2 separate regions of the Mus musculus genome follow, and region 2 is linked to region 1. Evidence: chromatin contacts called from public Hi-C data. All regions are on one chromosome and are shown on one strand. The core of a region is the stretch at or near the end of the contact, and the rest is flanking DNA. Distances in the headings are between cores, read along the strand shown. Region 1 holds the start of Popdc3 (popeye domain containing 3). Region 2 overlaps Bves (blood vessel epicardial substance).

Region 1 (2,700 bases), core at 178-2,677:
TACACTCCTTGAATCCCAGCACTGGGGAGGCAGAGGCAGAGGCAGAGGCAGAGGCAGAGGCAGAGGCAGAGGCAGAGGCAGAGGCAGAGGCAGAGGCAGAGGCAGAGGCAGAGGCAGAGGCAGAGGCAGAGGCAGAGGCAGAGGCAGAGGCAGAGGCAGAGGCAGAGGCAGAGGCAGAGGCAGAGGCAGAGGCAGAGGCAGAGGCAGAGGCAGAGGCAGAGGCAGAGGCAGAGGCAGAGAGGCAGAGGCAGAGAGGCAGAGGCAGGTGGATCCCTTTGAGTTTGTGGCCAGTCTAAACCATATAGTGAGTTTCAGAACAGCCAGGGCTGTGTGGAGGGACCCAGTCTCAAAACAAGAAAGCAAGCAAACAAACAAACAAACAAAGTAACTACTAAATCAATCAAACAAACAAACAAATAAACAAATTAACTAACTAATAAAATAAATTACCTAATAAAACAAATAAAAAACACGAGAAAAAAAAATGTCCTTCTTGGAGTCATCTCTACCAGAATGGTTATATAAAATGAAAATCAGCAAAAAGGATGGCACTGAAATCTTTAAGTTGTGTGTCTCATTTTTCCTCCTTTGGTCAGGTCCAAAGGAAACTCAGAGTTAACTGCGGTGCTATTAGCATATCAAAGCACTGTCTCCACCTTGCAAGTACCTGCTAGCATCCTGGCTAGTCTCAGCTCTTCTCACCCCACCCTCCACCCTAAACTTCTTTACCCCTGCTTTCCTTCGCCCAGCTGCGTGTTCCTACAGGATCCTGACATTTTGGTCGTTCCTTCTCTTGGCTTTTAGCTCTCCGCGATCTTTATCTACGTCTTCTCTGTCTTCTCTTCTTCTCTTCCTCACCCCCACCCCATGTGCCACCTTCGCATGGCCTGGTTCAGTCTGTGGCTCATATTCAGTGTTCTACAAACTCTCCCTGTTCTAGACTCTTTCAGATGCCTCGGGCTATACTCCCGCTAGTATCTACAGTAAAAACCTCCTCAAACACGACTTGGAAAGGTCATGCCCGTATTTATTCACAGTTACCACGTAGTTTGGTCTACTGAAGAAAATAAAAACCTCATAGAGGCAAAAATGCATGTGACACTTGCTTTAAATTGCCCCTCCCCCCCTTTTTCCTATTATTTGAACTTATGTGGCATTTGTGTTTTGTCTTTTATGATCTATGTCCTTTATCTTTTTTTTCCCCCTTTAACCAACCTATTTACTCACAAATAAACACTGCCCCTTTTCTGCCCAGTACACATATATATCCCACACCTCTCTGGTGATTTTTCTTGTCTGTGGCCGGGTGAGAAGGCAGATAGTTGCTTCCCGTGCTGGTGCTCACCTCCATCACTCTCCACCAAGGGTAGCCCAGGGTCTGGGCCGAAGACTGGTTACCATGAGTCTTTACCAACTTAGAGCCTCGCGAGTTCCGCACCCTGCTGGCACCCGCTGGCTGCCCGCCTGCCTCGGAGCGCGCGCCCGAGCCCGTCCCCGCCGCTGGGAGCGGCTCTGATCGGCTGCGCCCTGCTTGAGCGGGCGCGGGAGGACGCGTCCGGGATCCCGGCGGGTGCGGGCGGGCAGCGGGGCGAGAGCGGTTCGGACCGTGGGTTTTCGAGTCACCAGAGCCGCCTGCCACTGCTCACTCGGCTGGAAAGTTCTACGGGCTCCATCGGGAGCGTCGTGAAGGCCGGGAAGGTAAGCTGAGAGCCGCGCGGGAGTGGCAGCCCAGCAACTTCGCAGGGCTGCCCGGACCGGGAACGGGGAAAGGCTCAGACCCCCGTTGCGCGTCCCCTCTGTGCGCGCCCTGGAGCCCGGTGCGCGCCGCGTGGCTTGCAGCTCCCCTAGGGATCGCGGGAGAGCGAGCGGTCCTCCCCCCAACGAAGCTGCCAGACCAGTGCTCCAGAACCTTCGCGGCGCCCTAGGCACCTGGTGCCCCAAGGAAAATATTTCGAGAGGAAAAGCAGATCCTGGGGCCCTGGCAGGTGTGCGTTTCACCATGGGCGAGTCATGCCCTGTAACACTTTCCTTTCCAAGACTAAGACCCCAACTGGGGTCTGTGCAGTTAGGGCGTGTGGTAGGTGCTGGGGTCAAAGGGCAGCTAGACTCTGACCTGCTTTCTGTACTTGGAGATCCCCTTGCCAGAGAAAGAACGACATTTATACACCCCACATGTCATCTCATCATCAAGATTGGTTTTAGCGGTTTAGTTTTGAGAGTCTGTATTGTAGGAAAGGATCAAAGACAGTGTCAAAATGCAGTACAAAGATCGAGGGGGAGAAATTTCAGCCAGGTAACATCTGGGGAAAGTGAAAAAGAAAAAAAGAAAAAGAAAAAAATACTAAAAGGATAAACATTTAATAAATTAATGGAAAGTAGGTTTAGAATCCCACTTTTAAAAGAAAATTGAATCAAAAATAACAAAATTACCCACCCTCCTGATGTTTCTGTTTCAATTTGCACGCTTGCAAAAGTGCAATTAAACTTAGTGACAGCCTTGGAAAAAGTATTATTGGTGCCTGTTGTTGTTGCCTTTTGTGACTATTTTGTTTCCCTGCTCATTTTTTAATTCTAAAATCTATTGCACGAAATATTTATTCTAAGCTAGTACAGTAATTAGGTGTTGTCCTTCATGGTAGAAAACAACAGCAACAGAGCTATAGACACAAACAAAAAAAATGGACCTCAGTTTCCCCATTT
Region 2 (2,700 bases), core at 127-2,626, 61 kb after region 1:
ATTCTGGGCACAGGTTTGCTTTAGAGAACAGTACACATTTAGTAGGAAATAGAATTGCGGAGAATACCATCACCTGGGAAACAAGACCTGTTAGTACCTCTTGCTGGGACTGTCTTGCAGGCTCACTTTGGGATGCCATTCAACGTGGGATGCTGTAGACTGGACTTGAAGGGGAAGTGCAGTTTTGTTTATTTCATTAGAATTCCAGCCCTGTCTTCCTGCCACTCTGCTCGCATAAATGTCTCGGGCTGTTTGGGAATTTGTTACAGTTGGGCACATTTACTAGTTTAAACTCCCTGACTATGGGGGTTTGAATGAGAATGGCCCAACCCCATATGCTTGAATGTTTGGTCCCTAGTTACTGGGACTGTTTGGGAAGGATTAGGGGATGTGGCTCTGTTGGAAGAGGTGTTCCCTTATTGGAGAAGATATGTTACTATGAGTGGGCTTTGAGATTCCTAAAGCCCAGGCCAGTATCTCTATCTCTCTATCTCTCTCTCTCTCTCTCCCTCTCCCTCTCCCTCCCCCTCTCCCCCTCCCTCCCCCTCTCCCCCTCCCCCTCCCCCTCCCCCTCCCCCTCCCCCTCCTCCCTTCCCCTCCCCCTCCCCCTCCCCCTCTCTGCCTGCTCCCTGTGGATCAGGGTGTAAAGCTGTCAGCTACTGCTCCAGTGCCATGCCTGTCTGCTCCCTGCCATGATCATAATGGACTAAGCCTCTAAAGCTGTAAGCAAGCCCCAGTTAAATGATTTCCCTATAAGAACTGCCTTGGGCATAGTGTCCTCTCACAATAGAACAATAACTAAGACTCTGGCTAATGCAGTGTTGTTCCCATTCTGGCTGCACTTGACACATAGGAAGAGAAAGTGGGTGCGGTGTCCTAGCTGCTCTGTCTTCTTACTGTGGGGGCCTTATGTGTCCTGGGATGCATGTTTCTATTTCAGCAGTGTGTTTAAGCACTACCACTAAAGAACAGGAGGGAGCCATTTCTCTTACTTCTGACTCCATAAAGGTAGTTTTATATAATAACTTAGTCTCTTATTATCCTGAAGAGACCAGGATTCATTTTGGGGTTAAAAACTAAACCTTTGTTTGAGAAGCAAGAGATTCCTGGAAAACCAGGTATAGAAATATGAACTCCCTTTCCACTGGACTCCAAATTATGTTTATAAGTAAGCTAACGAAAAGTTACTACCTGCAAAAGGGTTTTCTTCGATTGGGGGACTGGGCTTTAGTAGTCGAGAATTATTCCTAACTAGTGTGAAGATTAGAAGAACATGATGAAAACATGAATCCATCTTCCCTAGTCTCCACCAGCTTTCCTTGGCACCGGGTGTGGAATTTTGTCATTTTGTGGTATTTTGTGATTGTCAGTAGCCAAGAGCTACCCTGCCGTCAAATCTGTGCCTAGAACACTTAGAGCCAACTTCGTCAGAATAAACCCAGGGAGAGGCTGTGCTTTGACTGTTTACAAAACATTTCTGTGGCCAGATACTCCAGCGAAAAGTAGCCGTTCCGTAGGATTTTTCTAGCATTGCACATCAGGGTGCTATGCATCTTCCTGGGCATGGTCCAGTCCTTCTCCGGGAGCACTCATGTCCTTTGGATTACTTTGTTTGAGGCAGGATTTCACATATCTCAGGCTGGCCTTGAACTCTGTGTGACCAAGGATTTGAACTTTGGCTCTTCCTGTGTCTGCCCCTTGGGTACTGCGATTATAGGCGATGCCACTACACTCTGCATGTGGTACTGGACATAGAAGCCAGGGCTTTGTGCATGCTAGGGTGAGCTACACCTTCAACTCTTTATTATTTGTTTGTCTTTTGACACGTGGTCCCACTATGTAGCCCAAGTTGGCTTTGAGCTCAATATAGTCCAGGTTGTCTTTGAACCAGTGATAGTCCTCTTGCCTCAGCATTCTTAGTGCTGGTATTATAGGCCTGTACCGCTACTCTAGGCTGTTGTTTCTTTATACTCATTCTATGGTCAGGGTGATGATGAATTGTATAATAGGGGGAAAGAGAAAAACTGTCAGGCAGCATAGAACGTCCCTTGGTAATTCTAATGCTACAGGCAGGCTGACAAGGCTAAGAAAACGGTTCCCAAAGTTCATTGTCTTTAGCACTTGCTGTTGGGGGGCTTGCAGATCAGAGTCCCATGTACAGCAGTTGACAGGGTCTTCAGTATCAGTATTACAAAATAAAGAAGCAGTGTGTTGCTGTGTTTCTTTTTCTTCATTCAGCTATTGTGTATCGAGTAAGCATTTCTGATAAACACGTTTCTTTTGACTCTGTCTGCTGCTGATGTGTTCACCCATGGTCAGTTGCCTGCCCCGTTGCTGCAAAACTTGAAAATCAGTTCCGTTCACATTGAGGGAGAGGCCTTAGAAAAACATGTCTGTGCTCTTGTGAAGTAAACGAACGTTAAATTTCAGCTGGATTTAAAGAGAAGAGTGTCTTCGGGCTGAAGGGATGGTGCTGGTGTCAAAAGGACGTCAGTTCAAGTCCTAGTTCCCACATGTCAGCTCACACGGTCTGTAACTCAACTTCCAGAGATCTCATGCTCTCTCTGGAGTCCATGGAACCAGGCACTGAGGCACACAGGCATACATGTAGGCAAAACAGCCATACTCTTAAAACAAGGATCTTGTCTGCTTACATGGCACACCCACTGAGCCAATCTGCCAGCTCTCCTAGCTTTCTCT

What was found. Hi-C and Micro-C count contacts between places; a contact is called where the count stands out from the background.
Region 2: a Hi-C map of muscle stem cells shows a contact between it and region 1, with 2.3 times the contacts expected there. The contact joins the enhancer-like site here to the promoter of Popdc3 in region 1. A contact is called at or near these places in 12 of 39 promoter capture datasets (HPC-7-derived erythroid cells, cranial neural crest, embryonic stem cells and 7 more), 11 of 484 Hi-C or Micro-C datasets (the C2C12 cell line, cardiomyocytes, cortical neurons and 6 more) and 2 of 9 other capture datasets (adipose tissue and pancreatic islet).

Annotation. Positions count from the first base shown.
Region 1 is chr10:45,287,878-45,290,577 of GRCm38.p6, forward strand. Popdc3 (popeye domain containing 3) reads left to right here and starts at 1,428. Exons shown (of 4, transcript NM_024286.1): 1 at 1,428-1,698. Gm15934 (predicted gene 15934) reads right to left here and starts at 1,539. Exons shown (of 2, transcript NR_155869.1): 1 at 1,346-1,539.
Region 2 is chr10:45,348,810-45,351,509 of GRCm38.p6, forward strand. The region is part of intron 5 of Bves (blood vessel epicardial substance); the gene reads left to right. Among named protein-coding and RNA genes, the nearest start is that of Bves, 14 kb to the left of the region's middle. Within about 2 kb of position 1,377, at least 1 of the 459 cell types and tissues checked has an H3K27ac peak or open chromatin away from gene starts, as enhancers often do. A contact at or near this core is called in muscle stem cells, where this site is marked.